Regions from separate parts of the Rattus norvegicus genome. Here region 2 is linked to region 1. Evidence: chromatin contacts called from public Hi-C data. All regions are on one chromosome and are shown on one strand. Each heading gives the region's core, a stretch centred on a gene start, on an enhancer-like site or on the middle of the called end of the contact. The rest is flanking DNA. Distances are from core to core; before and after follow the strand shown.

Region 1 (7,308 bases), core at 1,377-3,876:
TAGGGCAAAGAGCACAGGAGAAGTGCAAAGAAAAGATATGCAGAAAGAGAAAATACACATTTCAAAAGTTCCCCCAGCCATAGGTGATATGCAAATGAGGACAATAAGTACCTGTGGGGAAGAAGAATTTCCCAGATCTCACAGGCAAGAGGTGGTCCCTGCCTGGGAGCCTGCTAGGCACTTCTGGACCCTGACAGAGCTTTGATCTTTTTAAGTGTGTGTGTGTGTGTGTGTGTACGTGTGCGTGCGCACTCGCGCGTGCACTTGTGTGTGGAGGTCAGATCACTACAGCTCTCTCCCTCCACGGTGTGGGCCTCCGGGGATTGAACTCAAACTGTCAGGCTTAGTTTGAAAGCATCCTTTTGACTCGTCTGCCCAGTTTTGGCTCTGAGCCACTGATCTTCTGGCCACGGCCTCAACTCAGTGCTGGGCCAACAGGCTCTTGTGTTATTTAGTATGCAGTCACTTGGCGGTTCCCTGAGTGAATCTATTCTAGTGTTGGTGAATACCAGGGTCCCCAGATACTCAAACCACTTAGTAAAGGCCACGAATGCCCCGGAGTTGAGGTTACAGCCCCATGTGGCTGTGTAGAACCACTCGTAAGCACTGAACCAGCTCACCACTGGGTGGGTTATAACCAATGCCACAGGACAGCTTTGATATCGTTATTCTGTGTTAATTAGGAACATAAGAAAAAGACTTCTTGTTTTCAGACTTAGCCCCTACAGATCCCCAGGACAGGTGGTGTGGCCTGTGATACCAGCACCTTGGAGGCAGAGGCAGGAGGATTACCATCCTGGGCAATATAAGAAAAACCTATTACATACACCCCGCAAATGAAAACAAACAGAACTCCCTCCTCATCACTTCCTACAGAATCCTGAACCTTGGACGAAATGACCCAAATCTTATCTTTTGCTCCTTATGGTAAATGGAAACTGAGGCACACACAGGTGCTCAGACCTGAATACACGGCATGACTTTTGCTCCGAGTGAAACACACGCGGTATTCTCCCCTTTGTGGTGAGGGGCTGAGGTGGGTCCTCAGTCCTAGAGGACTTCTCGTCAGACCTTCCTTAACCAAGCCAGTGTTTCAGTCTCACACGCTGCCTCCACACACGGCCATAGAGATTTGGAGCAGATGTGTGATGTCTACTCTGACGTTTTGTGGGAAGGACCTGAGGACAGTTGGGGCTGATGTTACAGACCAGTGTCTGTAATTCACCAATGTTGGGAAGAGCAGAGTTTCTGCTCAAAATCACAGCAGTAGACAAGGGGCTGGGCGTGGGACCTGTTGCCTCCCATCCCTGCTGGGCTCCTTGGTGTCACTGTACCCAAGTACACAGGCTGACTGCATCCCTCTACCTCCTGGCTTCCGGTCACAGCTTCAAACAATGCCCTTCCTCTCTCTCTGGCTTTCTCCAGATCTTGCCTCAACATTAGACTCCTGGGTGAAGGTCAAAAATTGCACCACTGTCCCTCCCCAGTCCCCACCACAAACTTCCTCCTCTTCCATTGTTCCCTTTTCTCTTTTCGGGCCCTGTGGGTATTATGCATATTTATTTGATGCGCCCATCCCCCAGTGAGTACCCCTTGCCCTTCTAGTCAGACTGACAACCCTTCCCAGAACCCTGGGCCCAGCTTCCCTGCACTTGAAGGGTCTATCTGAGGTTTATGCGGGAAGTGAAAAGGTCCCAAAGAGACCCAGTACTTTGTATCTATCTATCTATCTATCTATCTATCTATCTATCTATCTATCTATCTATCATAACTTATTACATTGCTACCGTGTGTGTGTGTTTGTGTGTTTGCATGTGTGCTGTGGAGGTCTGAGGACGACTTATGAGAATGGATTCTCTCCTTTGGGGAATTGAACTCTTGGGATGAGGCTTGTAAGCAGACGTTAAGCCATCATGCCTGCCTCCAACGTTTGTTTCTTTTTCGAGTCAGGTCTCTTGATCCTAATGCTTTCAACCTCCCAAATGTTCTGAAGACAAGCATATACCACCATGCCATGGTTTCGGTCGGTCGGTCTCTGTCTCTCTGTCTCTGTCTCTCTGTGTGCACGCGCGCTCGCACGCGTTCATGTGGGCGTGCATGTGTGTATTAAGAGGGATACGCTGCTCCAGGCTGGCCTCAACTCCCTTTTAGGCAGGCCCCAAACTCTTCATCCTCCAGTCTCAGTTTCCAAGGTAGCTTAAACAAGGATTTCACAGAGCGTTCCTCGGGTGAGCACAGTAGTGACTCCAGACTCCCCATGCATCGGTCCAGGTTTCCCGGGGCCTGAGGCTGGGGAGACACCGGGGAAGCCTTGTCACACCGTGTTCCCCGCGGAGTGCCAGGTGCCACCCCCGCGCGCTAACTATGCTGTTTTGCCTGGCTTGTTGACGCCGTCGCCAAGGGGACGGACGGGGCGGGGCCCGGGCCCGGGGGCGGGGACTGAGGCGCGCAGCCCGGGGTCCCGTAGTGGCTGCCACAGCCGCCGCCGCCAGGCTTATATACCGCGGCTAAATTTAGGCTGAGCTCGGAGCTCGTCCCCATCCGGGACGCGTTTCCGTCGACGCCTCCTAGCCCCGCCCTCTGTGTCTGCCGCGCCTATAAGGCCTGGGTGGGCCCGGCCACAGCACACACAGTCCCTGCCATGGCGCTCAGCGAGCCTATCTTGCCGTCCTTTGCCACTTTCGCCAGCCCCTGCGAGCGCGGCCTCCAGGAGGTGAGGGCAGCGAGGGTCCGCGGGCGGCGGGGTATCAGGGTATCAGACCATAGGGTGCAGGAGCGAGTACTGGAGATGACAAGGTCCGGGGTGCGGACCGCTGGCGGCGGTGGGAGACCGACCTCAGGGCGCCGGTAGTTAGATTGTCATCCGTGAGGACTTAGACCTCAGGCTGTGGGGCAGGAGGGAGGGTGCAGGGACTGAAGACACGCGCGCCGAGGGATGCCGTGCACTGGGTGCAGACCCCAATGGCCTAGGAGTTAGACTTTGGGGTGCAGGGTAGCAGGAGGAAGCCCCGCGCTCACGTCCCGCGCCCTGTCTCCTGCAGCGCTGGCCGCGAAATGAGCCCGAGGCGGGCAGCACGGATGAGGACCTAAACAGCGTGCTGGACTTCATCCTGTCCATGGGACTGGACGGCCTGGGCGCCGAGAACCCTCCCGAGCCCCCACCGCAGCCCCCGCCTCCTGCGTTCTACTACCCGGAGCCGGGTGCCCCTCCGCCCTATGGCACCCCGGCGGCTGGCCTGGGAACGGAGCTGCTGCGCCCGGATCTGGATGCGCCTCAGGGGCCGGCTCTACACGGCCGCTTCCTCCTCGCGCCTCCCGGGCGGCTGGTGAAAGCCGAGCCCCCGGAGGTGGACGGCGGCGGCTACGGGTGCGCAGCCGGCTTGGCTCGCGGACCGCGCGGGCTGAAGCTCGAGGGCGCCCTGGGAGCGACAGGTGCATGCATGCGGGGTCCTGCTGGCCGTCCCCCACCGCCCTCCGACACGCCGCCGCTCAGCCCCGACGGCCCCCCGCGCCTCCCGGCGCCCGGTCCCCGCAACCCGTTCCCGCCACCCTTCGGCCCCGGCCCCAGCTTCGGCGGCCCCGGCCCCGCGTTGCACTACGGGCCGCCCGCTCCCGGCGCTTTCGGTCTCTTCGACGACGCGGCGGCGGCTCTGGGTCTTGCTCCCCCTGCCACGCGCGGTCTCCTCACGCCGCCCTCGTCCCCGCTGGAGCTGTTGGAGGCCAAGCCCAAGCGCGGCCGCCGCTCCTGGCCCCGCAAGCGCGCCGCCACGCACACTTGCAGCTACACCAACTGCGGCAAGACCTACACCAAGAGTTCGCACCTAAAGGCGCATCTGAGGACGCACACAGGTGGGCGCCTGGCCTCACTCCCCGGAGCTGCAGCAGTGGGATGGATGGGAGCGAGTTCAGGAACAGGCTAGGTTAGAGAGGGAGAGCCTGTCCATCCTCCGGAAGGGAAATGGATACTGTCCCCAGAGTCTGGCTCTGGCAAGGGGGAGTGGCAGTTTAACGGATTGGCTACGGGGAAGGGACTCGGTTCTCAAGAATTCTGGACAGTGCAGGTGTAGTAGGGTCTGTGAGGGACATATTTAAAGAAGCTGGGGAGGGTTGGGCTGGGGCTAAGCTGGACGACTAACACCCCCAGCAGCACTGCATATAAAACCCTGGCATGGTGGCTTGAGCCTGTCATCTCGGCACTGAGCAGAACAGGAATTCAGACCTAATCTCAGAATGTTAGGGAAGGGGTGCGCCCGAGCCTGCTTGTGGTCAGCTTCAGGAGCCCAAGGGTCTCTGTTTGGATTAGATATGGGTGGGGATGAGATTGGAGAGGGAGGGGGGTCAGTGCTATCAGGTGCTGCCCGCCCGGAATAGGCTTTCGGGGAAACTGAGGCTTAATGTCCTTCCTTTCTGCTATAGGTGAGAAGCCTTATCATTGCAACTGGGACGGCTGCGGCTGGAAGTTCGCGCGCTCTGACGAGCTTACCCGCCACTACCGCAAGCACACGGGTCACAGGCCCTTCCAGTGCCACTTGTGCGACCGGGCCTTCTCCAGGTCCGACCACCTGGCTCTGCACATGAAGCGACACATGTAGCCTGGGTCGACTCGGCCAGCCCATGAGCGACTGTGGCGGGTTCCACGCGCCGGGCACGGCCCCCTTGCAACAAACTGACTGTTATTTATTGGACCCTGAGGACGGAGTCGGACAAGAGTGGCCACAGGAAAATGACTTTGCCACCAGTTCCGGCTCCCACCGTGACTGAAGGCTCCAGGAAAGAAGACAGGAGCCTGTGAAGAATGTTTTCAAAATGGTGCAATAATTGACTTCTTTCTCTCGGGTTCCCACTAGAGGATCGAGGCTAGCCTTGTGAGAAATGCCTTTGAGTTTACTATCCCCAACTATCCCCAACGTTGTTTTTATAATATTGTATATAAGTGACCGTGGCAATCTGTATGACTATAAGGGAGACGATGGCATCTCTGTCGCCTGCTTCGTTTTTATAACTCTTTTTTTAATTAAAAAAGTTTTGGATCTTTGGAGGAATCATGGTAGTGCTGTGGCTGGGGATGGAGGAGGGGCTGCGGGTTCTGTATAAATGTAAACATAGTGTTTGAGGATTGGGCACAGGCTATTTTAAGTCTGCTACTTTGAGCCGTAATTTTCCCCCTTGTATCCCAGAGCTGGGAAAGCGATGGTTCCACTGATGTGGCCATCCCTTTTTTAGAAAGAAAAAAGAAAATTAAAAACCTTTTCCTGGTATCTTCTCGGGGCTGAGCCAAACTTAGGAGCGTGCCGGTGGTTTGTGTGTGTGTGCGTGCGTGCGTGCGTGTGTGTGTGTGTGTGTGTGTGTGTGTGTGCGCGCGCGCGCATGTGTGTGTTTCCAGCAGGATTTCTCTGTAGCCCTGACTGTCCTGGAGCTCAGGCTGCCCTTGAACTTACAGAGATCCGCCTGCCTCTTGGCTCTGCCTCCTGAGTGCTGGGACTAAAGACGTGCTCTCCCTCTGCTTCACTCATTACTTTTTTCCTAATATGTAGACTATGCTAGCACAACCTCAGATCCTTGCCTCTGCCTCTTAGATATGGGTATCCGCCTTTTTATAGGGGTAAAAATCCGCGGTATAAGTTTTTCTCCCTTCACTTTCAGGGTTTTCCCCCTCCTTGTACTACGCTTATTTTTCTGTATTTTAGAGGGTTGCACAGGTTGCAGTGCAATCCGGACAGAGGATGACGAGAGCTGCGCTGCTCCACAGCTCCTAGGATTCAACTCTGGCCTTTATGCATGGCTGCAGGCACCCTTACCCAGTTGAGCCGTCTCATGGTCTGTGCACGGAGAGCTGTTACATGTGAGCATGGTGACGCGCGACACCTGACTTTCCTTTCTGTTATTTTGGACAGGCTGGGATGATCTGTCCCTCATGCCGGGGGGCACAGTGGTGGTGGTGGTTTTGTAGTAACCCACCTGGGTTGTGTTGGAGAATGAGACCCAACTGCAGCGCCTGTGGGCATCCAGCCCCTCCACCCTCCAGTCTCCCTCTCATTGGCAGGTGCCTCTTCTGCCCAGGGCCCCCGTAACCATGGCTACTGACAATTGCACTTTACTTCCGGAAAGTGAAAATCGCCCTTGGGTAGAGCCCAGTTTTAAGCCACTCTCACCCTAGTTGCGACAGAAGCAGGGGTTTCCTCCATCTCTCCATCCTCCCCCTCCCACGGTGGCCCTGGAAACAGCTGACAACTCTGGTAATCTGTGAAAAGCAGAAACGAGGATGATAATGTGATTCATATTTTGAGAGTAAATACTGAGGCTCACTTCCGCTGCAGAGGGAGGATGGGTGAGCTCTCGGTGCCCTTTGTGAACCACTTCTGCAAAACTCCCAAACCCCAAGGCAGCCCCTCAGCCTGGGCCGGAGCGGGGAGCAGAACTCCTCGCTGGAGCTTGCCCTGGGCTGGGGGCACCTCTCAAGGGAGTTAGTGTTTGTTTTTGTTTGCTTTTTACCTTTTGTGCAACGTGTGTGTGTGCTGCGGTGGTAGTCGCGCCAGGATACTGGCCCTGGGACTGCACCACTGTGTCCCCATGGTTTAATGATCTGGGCTGTGTTGATTTGGCCTGCTTTGCTGGGGCAGAGAGTGGTCTGCCTCTGAGTCATACCCTCAGCCTGTAAATAGTCACTCGCACAGCCCCGCAGCCTTCCCTAGAAACTGCTGCCTGAAACTAGACTCACGCGCCATTTTTTTTTTTTTTCCTTTTTTGCTCTCAGGTAGCCAAGGTTGGTCTCCAATTTACTACATTGCTCTATCCTCAGCCTAAGGGACAGTCAATATTTTTTCTTGGAGAACACCTCCAGCTGTCCCTTCGAGGGTTCTGAGGCTAGTTACAGGCCAATTGGGAAGCCGCACTGCGCAGGACAGTTTGCTTCCTGTGCGCTGCCAATGGACAGAGGGAGAGGTACCTCCTTCGCGCTGATTGGGCAGCAGGGCCACACGGGCAAACCCAGAGGCATCTGGCCTCTCTTCTCCCCACTCAGACAAGGGTCAACTTGTGTGTACTCTGGAAGTCTAGTTTGGGACTCTGAGGGATACCCACTGAAGACATTTTCGATTGTCACCCTGGAGGTTCCAGCTAGATGGTATCTAAATGATGAATAGGGCAGCCCCCTGCCTTCCTCAGAGACTTTCAGTCCCTGCTGTGAGTCGTGCTGGGGCAGAGCACCCTGGACGTCATCCAGAGAGGTGTGAAGAAAATTTAATGACTATTCTTGGGAATTCTGGGAAAAGATAGGACGTTGGACAATTTTCTTCCCTCTGGAAAAGC
Region 2 (7,308 bases), core at 1,416-3,915, 47 kb before region 1:
AAAGAAAGGCACCCCAAAACAAAATGAGGCAACAAAATGGCCCATGGAACCTCCATACTTGCCACCCACAACCAGGGTTGGGTCCCCAGGGCCTGCGTTCGGCAAGCTGTCCACTGGCTTACACAAACACAGTACATAAAGCAAATAGTGTGAAGAATCTAGGCACACACCTCTGATCTCCGTGTACCGAGGCAGAAGCAAAGCTGTCGTTGTGAGTTCCGGGCCAGCCAGGGCTACATAATAAGACGGTTTGTTTTGATTTTTGGAATCACGGTTTCTCAGTGTAGCCCAGGCTGTCTGTCCTAGAGTTCACGTTCTGTAGACCAGGCTGGCCAGATTCAGAGATTCCCCCAGCCTCTGCCTCCCTCATGCTTGGATTAAAGGTGTGCATCACCACTGCCCTTAGGGGGACTCGTTGGTTGTTTGGTTGTTTGGTTGTTTGGTTGGTTGTTTTGTTTTTTTTTTTTTTTAAAGAAAGAAAGACCTACCAGGTCCAGTTCCTCTAAGGCCTCCCAATACAAACTGGAGCGGAGTGACAGATTATAAAAATACTGCTGTAACTTTTCCAGAGTTGCAAATGGAGGCCCAGAGCAGGGAAGACACTAACCTAGGGTCACACAGCAGCCCAGAGACCCTGGCCACTGCAGCCTAGTCTGTCCTCTGCTTGTTACATGGCTGGCCAGATTTCTAGCAGGATTGGGATTCTAACTCAGTCTGCCCTCCCTACAGCGTCCAGGTGGAGCACACACCCAGCTACCAGGTCCCTTCGACAAGCGCTTTTCTCCTCCGGCTAGTAAAAGTGAAAAGTAGAAGTGAGACCAAGGCCCAAGCTCTCCAGCCCCAGGCCCCTGCTCAGAGCCAGGCGGAGGCAAGCGAAGGACGCCAAGCGTGGCTATGTAAAGCGGCCACTGGCACCTGCCGGGACGAGTGCTGAAGCAGGCACTGCGGCCCCCGCCTGGGCAGCTGCAGTCACCCAAAGGGAACGGCTGTGCCAGATATAACTCGGCCAGACTCCACCCAGAGGGCAGTTCTCAGACCCTGTGCCTGAAAAGTCACTCTGGGCTGTCGGTGGGTTATTAGCCTGTGCCAGGCCTCAGTGTGACCACGTGTCCCTCAATGTCTGTAAGCCCTGGTGAGGAACAGAAGTCAAAGCTTCTCTTGTCTGAGGCCACAGAGTCAAAGACTTGCAGTCCCGAACTCCCTCTTCAGGGCTGGCCTCTGTGTCGGGAGGCTCCTTACCACCCAGGGACCCCGGGTGCACAGCTTTGAAACTTGGGCTGGTGAAAGTCGCAGCCACTACCAGTGTTCCACAACCCAGTCCCAGAAGACTTGGACCTGCGCGGCCCTCTGGTTAAACGTGCTAATGCCTCCAGGGCCTTCCCCCAGGGCAGTACTTAGAGAGATCCTGCCTCAGAATACCCCACGTGCCTGGCTTCCTGTCCATCGCCCACCCACACATCTCCAGCCTCATCAGACTTCTACAGATTACCTCCAGCTTCCAACTGCCGCCCCTCCCCCTCCCTTCCCGTCCTCATCCCTCCTCCCCTTTCGTTCTTTGTATTTAACTAATTATCAGTTAATCAGTGTAACAATGTATTTTAATTGCCTGCACACAAGTGTGTGCAGATGGCCCGTGGCGTTGATTGCCCTGGAACTGTTGTGATTGGGCCACGTGAGTTCCAGGAGCCCAACTCAGGTCCTCTGCAGGCACAGCCAGTAATCTTAGCCCTTGAGGCATCTCTCTAGACCTTTGTCTAACTTTGTTTGTTTTACAAATTATGTTTACTTAATAGTTGTCGGTGATCTTGTGTGGAGGTCAGAGGACTGCTTGCTGGAGTCGGTTCTCTCCTACCAGCTGGGTTCTGGGGGTTGGACAGGCCATGAGCTTGGCAGCAAGATCATTTACCACACTGAACCATAGCACTGGCCCCGACCTTGACTCCAGATTGTCTTCGCTCCTTCCCAACGCTGGGATCACAGATGTTTGCCACTCCCAGCTGATATAGTATCGGGGTGGGACCTGAGCCTGGTTCATGGATTCGGAGCACTCCACGAACAGAGCTACAGCCACATACACAGCTCAAAACTCTAGTTCCCACTGATGGCCCTTGTAATCCTCCTGCCTCAGCTTCCCAAAGCTTCGTCACCACAGGCAGGTCTCTTTTCACTGACACTTTGAAATGGGGGACAGACAGATAGCGGTTGGAATCCGGGAGAGACCACTATCAAGTATATAGACCAAGCAGGCTCGGAACTCACAGAGATCCACCTGCCTGTGTCTGCTGGCATGGGGGCCGAAAGTGTGTACGGTCCTACCAGGCTACAGAGGGCATATTTAAGTCCTTCCAGCACCAGGGACCAGGACATCCGTAACCGAGTAGAGAGCAAGTGGCTCACCCTATTTTCCAGAGGGGATACTGAGGCTCAGGAAATCCAGACTGCAGGGTTACCGTAGAGGGGCCCCTGGCTGACTCCTCACAGCCTGTCCTTTCCTCCCCTCTGTGCCTGGAGGGAGCATTAACAGCGGGTGAGAAGGGCCTGGAGAGCATCCCTTCAGCCGCCCATAGGTGGCGCTCACTGAGCCACGAGTTAGTCCCCTGCTTGTTTGCACAGCGAGCTCTGCTGAGATGCCAGCCGGCCGTGGAGAGGATGTTTCACAACCTGCAGAGCTGGCATTTCTGAGAAAGCTGTTCCGAGGAGGAGGAGACACAGAGAAGTGGACGGCCGGGGGGTTGGGAGGGCTCAGTCTGCACCAAGGAAGCTCTGGGAGGTGGGCGCGGTGGCAGAGCCTGTAGCCTCAGTACTCAGAAACAGGCAGGAGGATCACTGCAAGTTGGAGATCAGCCTGGGCTAGTGAGACTCTGTCAAAAACAAAACAAAGAATCCCCCAAGACCAAAAACCCAGAAATTTCAAAAGGAAAGGAGCTGGGCATGGTGACTCATGCCTGTCAAGTCACTCAGAACGCGAAGAAAGCAGAAGGATTGCCTAAAGGCCAAGGTCAGCCAGACTCCAGAGTGAGACTCAGTCTCTAAAAATCTAAAACACGAGCTCGCTAAATGTCTCAGTGGTTAAAAGCGCTCGCCATGCCTGGGAACCCAGGACCCACATGATCGAAGGAGAGAACTGACTCCTGACACACACACACACACACACACACACACACACACACACACACACAGGCAATCAAAAAATACAAAATAAAGAGTTGCCAGGCATGGTGGCGTACCCCTTTAGTCTCAGAACTTGGGAGGCAGAGGCAGGTGGATTTACATGAGTTCAAGGCCAGCATAGTCTACAGAGTGTAGGGCTCCACAGATAAACTTTGTCTTGAGAAACCAAAACTAAAAAACAAAATAAGTGGAGTATGGTGGCTCACACCTGTTGTCAGGACTTGGAAAGCTGGGGCAGGAGGATTGCCACCAGTTTGAAGCTAGTCGAGGTTATATAGAAGGAACATGTCTTAGAAACAAAGAGCAGGGGAGGTGGTAGGGGCAGGGACTGGAAAGATGGCTCCGGAGTTAAGAGCGCTTGTTCTTGTCCAGGACCCAAGTTTAGTTCCCACTTGGGGGCTCTCAACCACCTATAATTACAGCTCCAGAGTTCTAGCGCCCTCTTCTGTCCTCCAGAGGCACCTACACCTACATGCTCATACTCCCCACACAACCTCCAACACACACACAAAATGCAACATAGCAAAACTATCTACATTACGTAGTCACTGTGCTCCCTTCAGTCCCTCCCAATGGCTAGCACGAGGGTGGGACCCTGTTCAGGTGTCCAGGGCTCTGGGCTGACCTGTTACTGACCGGCGCCCTGCTACTGACTTGAGCCCCCTACTGACCTGAACCCTGTTACTGACCCACACCCTGCTACTGACCTGCACCCCTTCCCGAGTGGATTTGCCATCAACCCGGGGTGGGGGTGGGGCAAGGTCTGCTTAGTCACCTGTTCCTTGTAACTTCAATTCCCTCTGCTGCACAATTAGACTGGAGTGTGACATTTCCCAGAGGGTTCCCTGAGATGTCACAGGGCACACAAAGGGGTGGAGCATCTGGGAAAGGCTTGGCCACTGGTCACTGTCACCTGCACAGGGTCAGTGTCCCCTTCAACCTCAGAAAGGTGTCATGCTTCCCAGATGCCAGGAAAAGGCAGAGAAGCCACCAGGAGACCTGGAGTACTAGCTGTCACCACACTGTCATCTTTCTAGGAAGACACTGCTGATAACGTTCCCCCAAAATGGGAAGCACCAGCTGCTGTCCCTGGGCCCTGACCCCACAGCCCACTGCAGGACCGCCGAGTACAGCTTGGAAAGGTTTCTATGTAAAAGTAGCTATGCAAATTGAGGGCCCAGCGACCACTAAAGCCCCATTTCCCCTTTGCCACTGTGGGCTTGTGACAGCCACCTGCGAGCCTGACCCTATGCTGCCACCACTGTGCTGGCTTCCAACAAATGTCAGCCTGAGCACTGGGGGACCAGGTGGTGACTGTACAGAGGGAGTGAGGGGACAGTACACGGGCTCCAGAGACCCTGACCAATTCCACCAGAGAAAACCTCTTATCTGGTTGCCATTTGTCATTATATTTTTGTTGTGCTGGAGAAGGAACCCAGAACCTCATGCATACTAATCCAGTGTTCTTAGCTGAGCCAGACCTCAAGGCCAACTGGGGGTGTGTGTGTGTTCTGGGTAAAGGCTCCACCCTTAAGTACTACCCCCCAGAACCTTTCTTCATATACTAGAAGCTGGCCTCAAGCTCTTTATATAGCTCAAAATCACCTTGAACTCAAGATTCTCTTGCCTCGGTTTTCCTAGCACTGGAATGGTAAGCTGTGTCTCTATGCACATTGGAAGACTGTGGCTCAGAGGACATGCACATGCCCAGGTCCCTCAGCCCCTCCAATGGGAAGGCACAGTAAGGTAGAATGAAGAGAGAAGAGTGAGAAGCTCGAGGTCAGCCTGGGCTACAGCATGAGGTCCTGATGCAAAATAAACTAAACCAGGATGAGAGATGGCTCACGGGGACAGGTGCTGACTGCTGCAGGGTGGCTTGAGCTCAGTCCCTGCAACACACACAGGAGAGAGAACTTATTCCCACAGGTTGTCTCCTGACCTCCACATTGCCCCGACATACGCACATATGTGTATGAGCCAGCACACACAGACATAAATAAGGAAATATTAAAAAGTAATAATAAGGGTTGGGGATTTAGCTCAGTGGTAGAGCGCTTGCCTAGCAAGTGCAAGGCCCTGGGTTCGGTCCCCAGCTCCGAAAAAAAGAAAAGAAAAGAAAAAAAGTAATAATAATAATAAAAAAACCTACCTGGGTCCTGGTGGCACACACGTGTCACCTGAGGAAAGCTGAAGCAGAAGGATTGCTTAAAGTTCGAGGCTAGCCGGGACCACAGACTGAGACGTTGCAAAAATGTGTAAAGATTGTTTTCCAGGGCTGGAGAGATGGCTCAGAGGTTAAGAGCACTGACTGCTCTTCCAGAGGTCTTGAGTTCAAGTCCCAGCAACCACATGGTGGCTCACAGCCATCTGTAATGGGATCTGATGCCCTCTCCTGGTGTGTCTGAGGACAGCTACAGTGTACTCATATATAATAAATAAATCTTTTAAAAATGTTTTACAGGGGTTGGGGATTTGGCTCAGTGGTAGAGTGCTTGCCTAGCAAGCGCAAGGCCCTGGGTTCGATCCCCAGCTCCGAAAAAAAGAATAGAAAAAAAAATGTTTTACAAAAACCCTTCCAACCTGGAGATGGAGGCCTAGGGTCACAGAGAGCTCAACCCCATCCAATTTTTTTGTCAAAGTCCTGAGGACCTTAGAGACCATTGTCCGGAATTTTCCTTAAATTCTGCGCACCGCAGGCACACACCTGCTTCAGGGAAGCCGGGACCCTCATCTGAGGTTGCTCCCAAGGCTCAATGACTTTACTCGCCAGGCATCTCGGTCTCCACTGGGGCCTGCTCTCCTGCCTGAGAGATGGTGAGCTGCCTCTTGGGGAACCCACTTGGGTACAGGACTCCAGGGGTACAGTAGGGTCCCCTGTGCTCAAGTCTCCCCTGACCTCTTCAAGAAAAGAGACCCAAATCATAAAAACATGATGGACAGTGGGTGGGGTCCTGGCACAGCAAAGGGCACAGAAAACCCTGATGTTTGCATGAAGTTTGCCCCATCAGAGCGCTGGGATGGGTTTGGCGGATGCTAGCTCCTTAGGGTTCAGATCTCCACAGGCAGCAGCTGCGAGGTTCTGGGGCCGACCCCTGGGCTTTGAGGGACTTTAACCTAACTCCAAGAGGGACTTTAAACTGAAAGTTAATTGCTCATTCTCAAGGCCCAGGGAAGGCTCCGCCAGGAAAGCATTTGCCACACAAGCAGAAGGCCCAAGCTCAGATCCCCAAGTAAACCTGTTCAGGCTCAGCAAGCCTTCATGTGTGAAGAGGAGACACTCAATGACACCACAACACAGAGTGAAGTGAGCACACGCACGCACACACACACACACACACACCACACACATGCACACACTCACACACACACCACACACACATACCCCCCCACACCACACACATACACATCTCAGACACACACACACTACACACCACACACTACACACCACACACACCACACACACACACACCTCACACACACACCACACACACCACACACACACACACCTCACACACACACCACACACACCACACACCACACACACACACCTCACACACACACCACACACACCACACACACACACACCTCACACACACACCACACACACCACACACCACACACACACACCTCACACACACACCACACACACATACACCACACACACACACCTCACACACACACCTCACACACACACACCACACACACACCACACACACAAACACACACACACCTCACACACACACACCTCACACACACACCACACACACATACACCACACACACACCTCACACCACACATACCTCACACACACACCACACACACCACACACCACACACACACACACACCTCACACACACACCACACACACACCACACACACCACACACACATACACCACACACACACACCACACACACCACACACAAACACCTCACACACACATCACACACACACACCTCACACACACACCTCACACACACACCACACACACACCACACACACACACCACACACACACACACCTCACACACACACCTCACACACACACCTCACACACACACCACACACACACCACACATACACACACCACACAACACACAAACACACACACATACCACACACACACCTCACACACACAC

What was found. Hi-C and Micro-C count contacts between places; a contact is called where the count stands out from the background.
Region 2: a Hi-C map of liver shows a contact between it and region 1, with 1.7 times the contacts expected there. The contact joins the enhancer-like site here to the promoter of Klf2 in region 1. A contact is called at or near these places in 6 of 12 Hi-C or Micro-C datasets (the A7r5 cell line, Schwann cells, kidney and 3 more).

The regions. Positions count from the first base shown.
Region 1 is chr16:17,553,086-17,560,393 of GRCr8, reverse strand. Klf2 (KLF transcription factor 2) reads left to right here and starts at 2,626. Exons shown (of 3, transcript NM_001007684.2): 1 at 2,626-2,713; 2 at 3,042-3,849; 3 at 4,417-5,258. The coding sequence starts at 2,642. The coding sequence ends at 4,592. It also overlaps a transcript of Eps15l1 not described here.
Region 2 is chr16:17,600,143-17,607,450 of GRCr8, reverse strand. No RefSeq gene overlaps it. Among named protein-coding and RNA genes, the nearest start is that of Ap1m1, 33 kb to the left of the region's middle. Within about 2 kb of position 2,665, at least 35 of the 93 cell types and tissues checked have an H3K27ac peak or open chromatin away from gene starts, as enhancers often do. A contact at or near this core is called in the A7r5 cell line, Schwann cells and liver, where this site is marked.